Regions from separate parts of the Hordeum vulgare genome. Here region 2 is linked to region 1. Evidence: chromatin contacts called from public Hi-C data. All regions are on one chromosome and are shown on one strand. Each heading gives the region's core, a stretch centred on a gene start, on an enhancer-like site or on the middle of the called end of the contact. The rest is flanking DNA. Distances are from core to core; before and after follow the strand shown. Region 1 holds the start of LOC123428192 (microtubule-associated protein RP/EB family member 1A-like). Region 2 has its middle 41 kb from the start of LOC123431066.

Region 1 (6,904 bases), core at 3,188-5,687:
CCCATAAAACAAAATTTCTTGCCGGTGTTTGGCACACGGTTAGAGGCATGGGGAGGGAATCTCACCAGATGATGAGTTCCTGCCGGAGGAGGGGATACGATGAGGGGAGCAAGGGTTAGGCGTCTCTATCTGGCCATAAGGAGTCGCCGTTGCCGCGCCATAACCTCGGAGTTCCCCATGTGAGCCATGGAGGTCCGCCTCCACCTGCAAGTACTTCGCTCCACCGCGCCTTATCCGCGCGCCGCCGCCGTTCTGCATCGAGCAGACGCATAATCCCAGTCACTGTAGGTGTCGCGTTGATTTGATCCAGAAGTTGTGCTCGAGCGCCGAAACGGGGGCAGCAAGCTGGCAGTGGTACAGCCGCGGAGGCGGGTGGGTTGAGATCGACAACGGTGGTGGCTGAGGTCGGCCGCGGCGGCGAGTGGTGTGGCAGCGGCCTGGTCACAGGCCAGGGTGGACCAGGGTCGACGCGATGCGCTCGAGCGCCGCAACGGGGGCGGTGAGCGGGGAGAGGTACGGCTGCGGAGGCGGGTGGGTTGAAATCGGCAACCGTGGCAGTTGAGGTCGGCCGCGGCGGCGAGTGGTGTGGCGGCGGCCTGGGCACAGACCAGGGTAGCCCAGGGTCGACGGGAGGAGGCGATGCGTACGGGTATAATTTTTTCAACGAATCGTTTTTTCCTTTTGCGTTCCAGATAAATAATGGAGCGCGGGTTGAATAACATAAATTACAAGGTTTTTTTTGTAAAAATGCCTCGATGGGTTTTCCGACGGAAGCAATAGCCTCTTTATTATTAGGTATAGATATAGATATAGATGTCTCCGACGCCACAATCACCCTTTTTTTTAATGCCCGGTCATGTACTTATTGGTGACTTTTCCAGGCATCATCAATCGCAGAATTCCATTAGACCAAACAGAAGTTAGCCGCTTTCCAACTCATCAGATGATAGTTTCAGTCAAACTTCTTCTGTTCACCATATTACAAAATTTATGTACTCTCAATAGCACACGAAGCATAAGGTTTTGCAGGGCAGGACGAAGAAGTTATCCATAACATTATAACCGCATCCGTGTTCATACAGGAAAACTGTCTTGTGATACGCATTGCATAACAGGAGGCGACTGGACGCAAGCAGTTGCCCATGTCAAACGTTATTTACTACTACTATTAATTTACACATTACGAGCTACTCGGGTTGATAGGAGAACCACAAAGTTATCCACCAAAGGTTTTGGGGGTACGGCGCGTCCCGTGGTGCTTGTCACTCCGCTTGGCACTTGTCACTCCGCTTCCTCTGAGAACATGCCGGGTGACCTGGTGATTATTTCATTAGCCTCGGGTAATGATGAATCCTTCGCATCAGCCGCGTAGAGTATCTTCCTTATCCCTTTGGTCATCTATCAAGAAAAATGTCCGGGTTAATAATTACACTAAAATGAAAAAAATCATGAATTGAATAACCAATATACAGAACTATCAACCATGTCAGTGATGTACAAATCATTAGTTTGTTGCAGAGTTGCTAGAAACAATCTAAAGATCAGCATAGTAGAGGACAATCTTTGGTACTGTGATTCAAGTGCCAAAGAATGGTGCGATACAAGGGAACATGTTGCTTTCGATATAGACATAATGTTATGTGGCAATGTGATCCGCAAGGAAGGCTCATTTCTATCTTACTAACGGACAGTTGGAGTCTTCCCCCTTTAGCCAAACTTATGTGGCAATGTGGCATTGATTAGGAATCAACCACCCCACATCAACTTGGGGGTCCCTAAGAAGCTTCTTTGTCAAATTAACTGAAATTCAGACACTGGTGCCCTTGAATGCAGATGAGTACAATAAAAATTTAAAATGCAGAGCTTTAAGATTTCCAAAAGATATTTATTTTACCGGTAGATGCTCCAACTCAGGTCTTTGACATAATATCTCGATGTCACGCAACTTTGAGAAGTAGAAGTCTCTTTCCTTCTCAGTGTTGTCCACAGAAACCTTCAGATCTGCAATCTGCAATCCAGTAGAGATAGTAACATCACCAACTAGATGAATTTATCATCCACAAGAATACAACTTGCCCACATTTATAGCTGCCAAAGATGAATTCTACAAGTTTCACCGGTATAGTATTAAGAAGCTAGACTGAGGTTTTACGTCTATATATAAAAATAACTTTTAAACAATACACTTTGGAATAAAACTGGGGTGACATACTGATATAACAGTGTACAGTACAGATACCTGGGTTTTTTCCACAGTACAAGATATACTATAAAAATGAAATAGCACCTTAAGTTACACACCACTTACCTTCTCTGATAATTGTTGAATCTGCTCCATGTAATGCTCTTCGTTAATAGCATTACAGACTTTTCCAATAGGAGAAGCTGCGTGATTGAGTTAGCATAGAGTCATTTAAGTATTTAATTAAGTCACACAAAGCTTCTATGCTATTACAAATAAAAATGAGCACAAACTGATAACTGCTGGGCAGCTTCAACTCATGCCTTCGTTGATCTTTTATCAAGGAACATCACTAGTTCATTAAGAATAGCATGGAACTGATGCTAGATACTACTCCCTCCGTTCCTAAATATTTGTCTTTTTAGAGATTCAACTATGGACTACATACAAAGCAAAATGAATGAATCTATATTCTAAATTATGTCTATATACACCCGTATGTAGTTCATAGTGAAATCTCTAAAAAGACAAATATTTAGGAACAGAGGGAGTAAGAAAGAAAGAAAAACATATACTAAAAGAAAGACATGTGTGACAAGTACCAAGATCAATATTAGAATTCAGGGCACCTCCATCTGCTGAGTTAGCACTAGATAATCTGTTGGCTTGAAGTGATTTGGATGGCTTGTTGGAACCCTTGTGACTGCGCTCTTTGCAACCCTTGGACCTCCTTTCTACAGGATTGTAGTTTCTAAAACGAGAAAATAGTCTTATCAATATAATAGTTACTGACAAATTGCAGTTTGTTTGCATTTAACACAAGCATGGCACATACTCATTCATGATTCCACCATTCACAGAATCACAATATCTTTTCAACCATTGCAGAAACTCCAAGTTGTCCAATGGCCGTCCTTTAACAAGTTTGTTGACCTCAATATTCTGCAGAAAGCATCCATCCACTAATTAGCACAACAAAGAACATTTTATGCTACAGATTACCTATACTCATAAAGAGTAGAAGCTGAAGAACAGAGAAGAAGCACCCTTAGGTCGGTTTGCTAAAACACAGGCCCTAAAATGGGCAAAACTTTCAGAAAGCACAACTCTGAAGTTTATATTGTACGGGATCGGAACATAAACTTGTTGTGACATGCGAAAAAAGCCATTAAAACAACAACCACCACCGCACTATCAAAGCCTTCCCTGATATCAAGTGTCAAGTGCTGAACATAGACAGCCACAGAACACCAAACTTGACCCCAACCAAACTTTGCACATTAGCTTTCAATACGGTCTTAATCCGAACCCCATCCCTCCTCAACTGTGCAAAGCAATGAGCATAACTTGAGTGCTGCACAGCAAATTTAGTCTGTTGTCGAATCATCTTGTGGATATACCACACGCTGACATCAATGCCACACATCTGTTACAGACTGAATCCCAACACACCGCATAAACCGAATTACTGAATTACTGTACAGACAGATCGCCTTTGCTTTCCCAGGTGACAAAATGCAAGGCACAATCACGCATAAATCCACGGGTGAGGGAGCTAGGCCGGGAGAATCACCCGTACCTTGCCTATCCGCAGCTTGTTGAACACGTCCTGGAGAATCTTGTAGTTCTGGATCATGTCGTACTCCGTCTTGGCATCGAAATTCACCTGCAGAAAACAACCCCCAAAATGAGCATCGTATCCGCGGCCATCTAAACCGCCCAATCGCAGCGCAGCACTCCGGAACGGATGAATCGGGTCCAAAGAATCACATGAGAGGCCTCCTAACCTTGTGCATCGGCACCAATCCAGGGTGAACCATGTCCAGCAGCTGGCACTGCACCGCCCCCGACGCCGCCTGCATCGACGCGGAAACATTAAATAAAGCCCCCAAACCAACACCGGCGAAATGTCCGCCCCCATACCGCCGACGAGCTCCCTCCCCGGCCTAGCGCCTGGGCAACGCGGCGGGATCGGAAGCGAGCGTGAGTGAGTGGCTGACTGACCTCCTCGACCTTGTTGAGGGAGAGCTGCAGCGTGGCATTGACCCAGCTGAGGATCTCGCCCCGCCCCACGAAGTAGGCCTTGTCCATCAGCCCGAAGCTCGCCCCCGCCGCCATCCCCTCCGGCGATCTCTCCTCTCCCTCCCTCGCGGCGGCGGCGGCGGCGGCGGCGGACTGACCGACTGACCGACCGGGCCTGTGACGAAACAACTTTTCGAAAACGCCTCCACGCGGAACGGCGAGCGCAGCGAAAACAAAACGGCACGCACGCGCACAGCTACGCTAGTACCTATGCATACGGGTCCGGTCACCGCCCGCACCCTCACCGGCGGCTCGGTAACGCCAGCGCGCACGTTTATCGCGCGCTCGATTTTGAAACGGCGGGGAGGGTGACGGCGGTGGGCGGTGACGCGACCCGCGGGTTCGGTGGGCTCCAAATGGCGGCCTGGGGCCCGGCCGCCTTTACTGGCTCCCGTCCGCCCGCATCGATGCGCGCCGACAGGTGGGCCCGCGCGCGTGGGGCCGGGCCTGGGTTCGCTCGGGTCGGGGCCCTGGCCGACGGGCTCTGTGGGTGGGGCTGGCTGGTGGGTGGGTCGCGTTTCGTGGGCGTGAGTGAGTTCGGGTCAATTCTCGCGCGGCTTGCATTTATGCTGGTGGGCCGGGTTGTCGAGCGTTGTTATATCTGGGGGCCCGCGTTGGAGCGGGCATGGATGGATAGATAGATGGACCGGTGGACGGAGTACCGACCGGCTGGGCCGGGGTTTTGAATCGTGGCGATCGAATTATTTTCCTCGAACACGATTCTCCGCCGCCTTCGTTGAAGGGGGTCAGGACTCAGGGCAATGCCGATGCAAGCAGGCAGGCTGGCCCTGAAACGGCCGCCCCGGTGCACAGACGAAGCGTGACCGCGGCTTGGCCGTGTAAAATGCAACATCTGCAAACTGTTTACGTCAACTGGTACTACTACGTGTGTGCTGTGCCTTGCATATGCCACCTCCCTTCCGGTTTATAGTTCTCAATTTGTTGAATAGTTTTTGTAGGTTATAAGACATACTTAATTAATGTGTTTGTTTTACTTAAAAGATTGTGTTTACCAATGCATGTATGCATCATGAACAAGAACTTCAAGGTCGATGTTCTCTCAATCTTTACATGCACCGATTTGATGCATTTTAAAATTTCAACATGTGATGACGAACAACCAAACTGAGACTAATAAAGCAGAAAAACTAAAATTTTAAGATAAATCCCGTAAACCAGAAGGGGGAAATATTGCAACGAGACGTGGGCATCACTTGACATTTTGCCCCGAGTAGACCATCACATGGGAGGATGACGACACATCTTGTCGAGTTGGCCGCCACAAACGAGGATAGTCGAGCAAGAGGACGATGCGGGTTGCCAAAGCATCCTAAATTAGAAATTTGGCGGTGCACCTCCCCCCCCCCCCCCCCCCCCGGTCGTCAATCTTTATGGCATGTGACCTTCACTGTTCAGAGCCTATGGCTCAACTTTCTGTTTGTGCGGGCATGAACTTCACTTGTATGGCTCACGTTATGACTGGTATACATGTCGTTGCCGGAATGACGAGAACACATTATGCTTTTGATTTGGTAGTGCTTTTCAGTATCCGGTCTCTAGTTCGGCTGTGAAAACCCTAGGATGTACCGTAGTTGATTACCTAACAATTGACAGTGTTTTTGCGTGTGTACCTTTTTTAAGGCATTGCTCGGATTTGCTCGAACTTGCTCTTTCGAAGTGAAGATCTAGGTTCTAGCCATTGGTGTTGGATCTCACAATGGCAGGGTTTGAGCGTCCTTCCTTTTTCGGAGGCGTTGCTACTAAAGATTTTTTTTTCGTTGTCTTTATGATGTCATGGGATAGTTAGAGCGAATGGTGGTTATTGTAGTTCATCAATCGTTGGTCTAACCACTTTGAATTTTCTCTTTTCCATTTGCCTATGCATAGCTTTAGCTTTAAATAATTTTTCTTTTGGGCAGCATGATTTTTTGCATGCATAAATTAGGATTAGTTGTGTGCATCTTGATCATATCGAGGTCGGTTATGTATTTATTGTGTTTGTATTCTTCGATGCTTCCTTTTGAGTAGTACTCCCTTCGGTCCTTTTTATTCCATGTATTATATTTGTCTCAAGTCAAACTCTATAAATTTTAGCCAAATTTATATTAAAAAAATATTAACATCTACAATATCAAATATATATACCATGAAACTATATTTCATAATGAATCTAACAATATCAATTTGCTATTGTGAATGTTGATACTTTTTATACTAATTTGGTCAAAGTAGAAATTCTTTGACTTCAAACAAAATTTATATGCAGATTAAAAAAAACTTATATGCAGACTAAAAAAATCAGAGAGAGTACATAAAATTTATCCTTTTGTCAAAGTAAACTACATGAATAGCGTAAACTGCATTTTACTAAACACTCGCATGGTTTTATTTTTATCTGATTCTGAACCAGGTGGTCGGGTGAAGAAGCGAACACGACACTCTGATTTCGAACAAGCGATAAACACAACACAACGCGACGCAAGTGTCCGTGCATGCCTCTCGCACATCTATGCAGCCATTGAATTGAAGACCCGATACATTGGCTCGATGCGTTGCGTCCGAAGTTAATGTCGCTTGGACAGAGCGACGATGAACACAAAAGAGGAATAAAAGTAAGAGCAAGTAAGAGGGTGATTGGAT
Region 2 (6,904 bases), core at 2,970-5,469, 170 kb after region 1:
GTGCAAGCAATAAAAAAATTTGCTCCCTAAATATGTATGATCTATTAGTGTGTGGAAAATAAGCTTTGTACAAACGTGTGATGAGCAAGACATAAAAGCGACATACTACATAATAAAGTTCTTTATCACAGAGGCAATATAAAGTGACGTTACTTCATACTAAGAGATCACACATCCAAACCCCAAAAGCGCATGACAACCTCTGATTCCTTCTGCGAAGGGCCTATCTTGTACCTTTATTTTTTATCTTTAAAAGAGTCATGGTGATCGACACCAATTCCTTATTTCGCCATTATCTTGGCTAGCGTCATGGGCTAGGGAAAGATCTATATTCATATATCAACTTGGAAGTAAGTAGTCATGAATTATTATTGTTTGCATTACCCTTTGAGGTAAATAGTTGGGAGGCGAAACTATAAGCCCCTATCTTTCTCTGTGTCCAACTAAAACTTTGATCTCATGAGTACCGCGTGAGTTTTAGCAATTGTAGAAGATTAAAAGATGATTGAGTATGTGGATTTGCTTTACAATATCTTATTTGACTCTTTCCGGTGTTATGATAAATTGCAATTGGTTCAATGACTAAGGACTATTGGTTGTTTATTCTCAATAAGGTTCTTGATCCATACTTTACATTGTCAAGGAATTGTCACTTTAGCATAAGAGATCATATGACGATATTGTTGTCCTAAATATGATCATGATGCATGCATGTCCGTATTTTATTTCATCGACGCCTCTATCTCTAAACATGTGGGCATTTTATTGATCTCGACTTTTGCTTGAGGACAAGTGAGGTCTAAGCTTGGGGGAGTTGATACGTCCATTTTGCATCATGCTTTTATATTGATATTTATCGCATTATGGGCTGCTATTACACATTTTGGTACAATACTTATGTGTTTTCTCTCTTATTTCATAAAGGTTTACATGAAGAGAGAGAATGCCGGCAGCTGGAATTCCGGGCTGAAAAGGGAGCAAGTTTCAGATACCTATTCTGCACAACTCCAAAAGCCATCAAAATCAGCGAGGAATTATTTTGGAATATAGAAAAAATATTGGGCGGAAGAAATACTGGAGGGGGGCACCAGGAGGTCACGAGCCTGCCACGCACGCCCTACCCCCCTGGCCGCGCCTGGGTGGCTCGTGGGCCCCCTGTTACCCCTCCGGCTCCCATATTCTACTATAAGGAGGGTTTCGTCCCAGAAAAAAATCAAGGGAGAGCTTTTGGGAAGAAACGCCGCCGCCACTAGGCGGAACTTGAGTAGAACCAATGTAGAGCTCCGGCAGGGCCGTCCTGCTGGGGAAACTTCCCTCCCGGAGGGGGAAATCGTCGCCATCGTCATCACCAACACTCCTCTCATCGGAGGGGACTCATGTCCATCAACATCTTCATCAGCACCATCTCATCTCCAAAACCTAGTTCATCTCTTGTACCCAATCTCCGTCTCACGACTCCGATTGATACTTGTAAGGTTGCTGGTAGTGTTAATTACTCTTTGTAGTTGATGCTAGTTGGTTTACTCGGTGGAAGATCATATGTTCAGATCCTTAATTCTATTCAATACCTCTCTGATCATGAACATAATTATGCTTTGTGAGTAGTTATGTTTGTTCCTGAGGACATGGGATACGTTTTGCTATAAGTAGTCATGTGAATTTGGTATTCGTTCCATATTTTGATGCGTTGTATGTTGTCTTTCCTCCAGTGGTGTTACGTGAACGTCGACTACATAACACTTCACCATTATTTGGGCCTAGAGGAAGGCATTGGGAAGTAATAAGTAGATGATGGGTTGCTAGAGTGACAGAAGGTTAAACCCTAGTTTATGCGTTCCTTCGTAAGGGGCTGATTTGGATCCACTAGTTTAATGCTATGGTTAGACTTTGTCTTAATTCTTCTTTCGTAGTTGCGGATGCTTGCGACAGGGGTTAATCACAAGTGGGATGTTTGTCCAAGTAAGGACAGCACCTAAGCACCGGTCCACCCACATATCAAACTATCAAAGTAGCGAACGCGAATCATATGAACATGACGAAAACTAGCATGACAGAAATTCTCATGTGTCCTCGGGAGCGCTTTATCTTATATAAGAGTTCGTCCAAGCTTGTCCCTTGCTACAAAAGGGATTGGGCCATCTTGCTGCACCTTTCTTACTATTGTTACTTGCTACCCGTTACGAATTATCTTATCACACAACTATCTGTTACCGATAATTTCAGTGCGTGCAGAGAATACCTTGCTCAGAACCACTTGTCATTTCCTTCTACTCCTCGTTGGGTTCGACACTCTTACTTATCGAAAGGACTACGATAGATCCCCTACACTTGTGGGTCATCAGACCTTTGCAAGGTATAACCTATAACTAGGACGCATAAGCGCGGCGACACGCTGCGCCGGTGAGAGAGCCCGTGTGACTGCTTGGTGTTATAAAAGGGAATAGAGATTAGGAGGAAGAAATTTGGGAGCAGTAACTTATATTTATCGAGCATTTCACATAATATACATAAAATATTTTTCATAATAGACAACTGAAACCCTGCTAATTAGCCTCTCTCCACCCGCATCCCAGCCTGTGCAAGTTGTAGCCCACGAGATCCCATCGAGACAAGACGAGCGACACACCAGCGGCGGCGCGCCCACGGCCGCGACGAGACGTCTTGCAGCCCGACCGCCTCCGCCACGCGCGAGGACTCCGGCACAAAGCCCAGTGCCGGGCAACCGCCCAACCGCTCGCGATATCCCCTCCTCCCAAGCGAAGAGCAGCTAGAGAGCACCCAGCCGTCGCTGGATCTGCGCAACCTTTGTCTGTCGGAGGCCACCAGCGACGGCGAGGGAGGGGGAGGTGGCTGAAGGTGGATGGCAGTGATAGGGGCGGGGGTCGCCGCCCGTGTTGCCCCGAGGAGGGAGCGACGCGGGAGCAGTAGGAAGTGGTTAATAACCATATCTTGCTTGTAGCGAGAGCCTCCCATTTCATCATAAGATTTTCAAGTGGTGGTACAGTAATAGGCCAACCTATTTATAGTGTTTGTTCATGGTGGCTCCCTCGCTGTTGCAGTTTTCTTGGTTTTTTCTTTCCATTTTTCTTTCTTCTGTTTTTTTTTCTGTATTTCTTTGTTTCTTTTTTAGTTTTTGTTAACTTTCATTTTTCTTATTTTTGTTTATTGATTTTTTGTTTCATCATTTCTTTGTCGGTTTTCTTATTTTTCTCTGTGTTTTCACTGCTTCCATTTCTTGCATTAGTTTTCTTGAGTTTCTTTCCTATTGGGCTTATTTTGTTAATTTTTTCTTCCACGGTTTTCATTGGATTCTTCAGTTGTTTTGTTTTTATGGTATGCACGTTGAATATTTCTAAATATGTGATTATGTTTGTTCAAATATATGTTTCTGATACATATTTTCCTTCTCATGCTCATTCTATAAATCTGATAAACATATAAATCAGTTTTATACCCCTTCAACATTCTTAAACACATGATTAACAGTTTTTGGTGTCTACGTGTTACTATACATGTTGATCATTTATTTCATACACCACGCACATTTGTATACATCTTTCAAAAAAATTAGATGCAAGATTGACATTTTCTAAAATTTATTATGTGCACTTCGTTACTTACACGTTGTATATTTTTATATACATCTAGAATATTTTTCATACAGAGTTAACATTTTCAAAATACATGACAAACAATTTTCAAATATATGAATTAGAAATCATTTTTAATATAAATTGTTTTAGGTATATGTAAACATTTTAAAGGTCACAAACATTTTTATCAGGTTAATTTGATAAATGCCACTCGAATTTTGGCGATTTTGAGAAATGCCAGTATAATTTCCAAACTTTGAAAAATATCATTTTGAGTCGGCAAAAATTGCAGTGGCATTTTTTAATGCTTGGAAATTGCAGTGACCATTCTCGGGGTCGCCAGAATTTGAGTGGTATTTATCCAATTAACCCTTTTTTGAACGTCGTCAACAATTTTTAAATTCATAGTTTTCAGAATAGTTTTCACACTGCGTTAGATTTTTTTTTTCAAAGTTATAATTTTAAGAATATTTTCAAATGTCCGGATTTAGTATACTATTACAAAATATAAACTAATGTAGAAAAAGTACTGAAATTGAAAGAAACGGTCGACCCGCTACTAGACCGTCCGACATAAGCGTCTTTGGAGCGACGCTGCCTTAAACCTCCCCAGAGCGAGGTATATAGGCGAACCTGCGAGACAGAAGTGAAATGGTAATGGCTGACCCAGTAGCGCCATTCGTTTGACTCGCTCAGTGTTTATTGCTTTTGTTCGTTTATTTACTCAATTTCATTTTCATTTTCCATTTTCCATTTTTTATCATATTTAAATTTTTTCAAATAAATATAATTGGTGAAGATCACCTAAGTTTGAGAAAATGTTTGAGCAGTGTCAAGAAAATGTTGGTGCAATTTTAAAAAAATGTTGATAGCACTTGAATAAGAAAGGTTTCAACACTTATTTAAAGAAATCTTAGAACAAAAAAGTTCAAACACATGTGTTCTAAAAATGTTAATTATGTATTTGAAAACTATTAAACATATGTAAACTGTATGTTTCAGATGTATTTTAGAAAATGTACAATGTGTATGGCACAAACTAGACATCAAAACATGTATTTCGAAAAACAATATTAATCATCTATTAAAACTTTATTGCACATGTAAAAAATGTTTTTTTATGTATACAAAAAACGTAGATATAAAAGACATCCATTTATAAAATGTTAATCATGTATTTTGAAAATGTTGAAAATGCATAAAATAATGTTTCATGTATACGCGGAAAATGTACAAGATACATGAAAAAATGTGTAGATATCAGAACATACAATAGAAAAAACATTAATCATGTATTTAAGATTGTTAAAGATGCGTAATAATATTTTAATCCATAAAACATTTGTACAGTGTATTCGAAAAATATTTATGTTATATATTTCATAAAATAATTTACATATACCATTCATCACACATCTAAAAAATGTGAATGGTATAAAAATATTTGCGTAAATTTGAAAAAGTATTGGTATTATTAGAAATATGAACATAAAATTTCCAAAAATTGTTCAAGCCGTCTGGAAGTATTCCTTGACATGTCTGAAAAATGTTTATTCAATGTTAAACATATTCGTGTAGTTTAAAAAGATGTTTTGTAACGTTCAAATATGTATGTGGCATGTTTTTTAAAATGTCTATGCGCTTCAAAAGTATATTCATGATATTTTTGAGAAGTGTTTAAAAAATCTGCAAAACTGTTCCACTGGTTTAGAAACAAGTTTGGGTAATTGAGAAATGTCGAGCGCTTTTATCAAAAACATGTTCCACAAGTACATGGAAAATGTACCAATGTGTATTGAAAGATTTGACATGTGTTAATTTCGAAAGTTTTAAGAAAAGAAATGTAAAAAAATATAAAGAAATACAGAAAAGAGGAAAAGATAAAGGGAAACGTTCAGTGTCAATCGGATGAAAACAATCGCCGCGTCCGTCACCTTGTTTAAGCGTTACGTGCCCTCAAGGTCTCACACAGCGAAAGACGAGGACTTATCTCTTCGTCAAACATGCCGTTTATTTTTCAATCTTGCATCTCTATCTTTTCTTGAACATTACCTATGTTGCAAAATTTCTTCCGTAATAAGATCCTTATTGCATAAAAAGTAAAGACAAAAGAAAATTCTGCAATGCAACTTATGTTGCATAAAATATACCGTTACACATTTTATGTCACAATTTTTTATTTAACAACGCAGCGTATGTTACAGAAAAAAAATCCGCAACACAATCAATATTACGAATATTTCTGTAACAAGGTCTTTGTTGCAAAGTAAAGAAAGACCTTTATCGCTAGATTGTCTTGGATCTAATGGCCTGCAAGGTGTAGCAGTGTAAAGAAAAAGATCGGTCGACCGATGCGTAGCAGTGTACAAAGATAAACCAAAAAATAAATCAAAAGAAATCTGGAAGATAGAAACGAACAAAAAAAACTTATAAAAAGCCATTGCAAAACCGATAGAAAGGTTCCAAAACAGGTTCATATAACCTTCCCAAAACCGTCCGACCAGCCGACCCACTATGAAAAAACCTTGATCTCGGGATATCAAGTTAGTCTTGATCTGGAAGATACGAAAGTCCATCTCGACTTAGTCTTGGCTCAAGATTTCTTGATCGAGCTACATAAAATGCTTTGGTTCTCAGCTTATTTTTGTACTCGATCTCGGGCTGGGTCAAAATAATAATTATATATTTTTTTAAACGGCTCACGAGTCTCAGCTTTGTTTTGTTTGCTGTCCTGATGGGGGTAGGATGAGCAAGCCACGATAGTTGGGTAGAGAAGCTGTGAACATGTTTCGTCGGCCAAAATCCGTGGCGATCAACCGCACGTGAAGTGAGCTAGAGCCGACAGCACCAACCTGCGCAGTGGCACACGACTATATACAACTTAATCACGTTGACTGACAGTAGCCGAACTTTGCGTGGCAACCAAACTAGCAGGCTCCCCGTACCGTACGTGCGTGGCCGCTGGCACGTCGGGCTCCCTCAATCGCCCAAGAATCGCCGTGCGCGCGCGTGCACACGCCGATGGTTGGTGGCGGCGCGCGGTCCGGCCAACTGTGCGCCACGGCGGGGGCCACGCGACGTACGGCGCCCTCACCGGGATCGCGTCGGCGATCTCGTTTCCCTGTGCACGGAGGCGTACCGGCAACGACCGCCCGGGGCCCCGTGCGCACGTACACGTTCGCCCGCTCGTGCGTCCCGTGGAGGGCGTGCGTACGCGTAGCTACAGCCGTGCTCCTGTCTCTGGTAGCCCCGCGTCACAGTGTCGTGCGCGTATGCTTGCGACAAATGCGGTTCGTGCGTGCGTGCCCGGT

Evidence for each region. Hi-C and Micro-C count contacts between places; a contact is called where the count stands out from the background.
Region 2: a contact with region 1 is called in a Hi-C map of seedling, with 2.7 times the contacts expected there. The contact joins the enhancer-like site here to the promoter of LOC123428192 in region 1. A contact is called at or near these places in 1 of 6 Hi-C or Micro-C datasets (seedling) and 1 of 1 datasets of contacts at active chromatin or transcription factors (embryo).

The regions. Positions count from the first base shown.
Region 1 is chr2H:638,153,000-638,159,903 of MorexV3_pseudomolecules_assembly, forward strand. It overlaps LOC123428192 (microtubule-associated protein RP/EB family member 1A-like), which reads right to left and starts at 4,438. Exons shown (of 8, transcript XM_045112379.1): 1 at 4,187-4,438; 2 at 3,970-4,038; 3 at 3,762-3,848; 4 at 3,018-3,124; 5 at 2,812-2,933; 6 at 2,309-2,385; 7 at 1,895-2,008; 8 at 1,022-1,398. The coding sequence starts at 4,300. The coding sequence ends at 1,282.
Region 2 is chr2H:638,324,257-638,331,160 of MorexV3_pseudomolecules_assembly, forward strand. No RefSeq gene overlaps it. Among protein-coding and RNA genes, the nearest start is that of LOC123431066, 41 kb to the right of the region's middle. Within about 2 kb of position 4,220, at least 2 of the 3 cell types and tissues checked have open chromatin away from gene starts, as enhancers often do. A contact at or near this core is called in seedling, where this site is marked.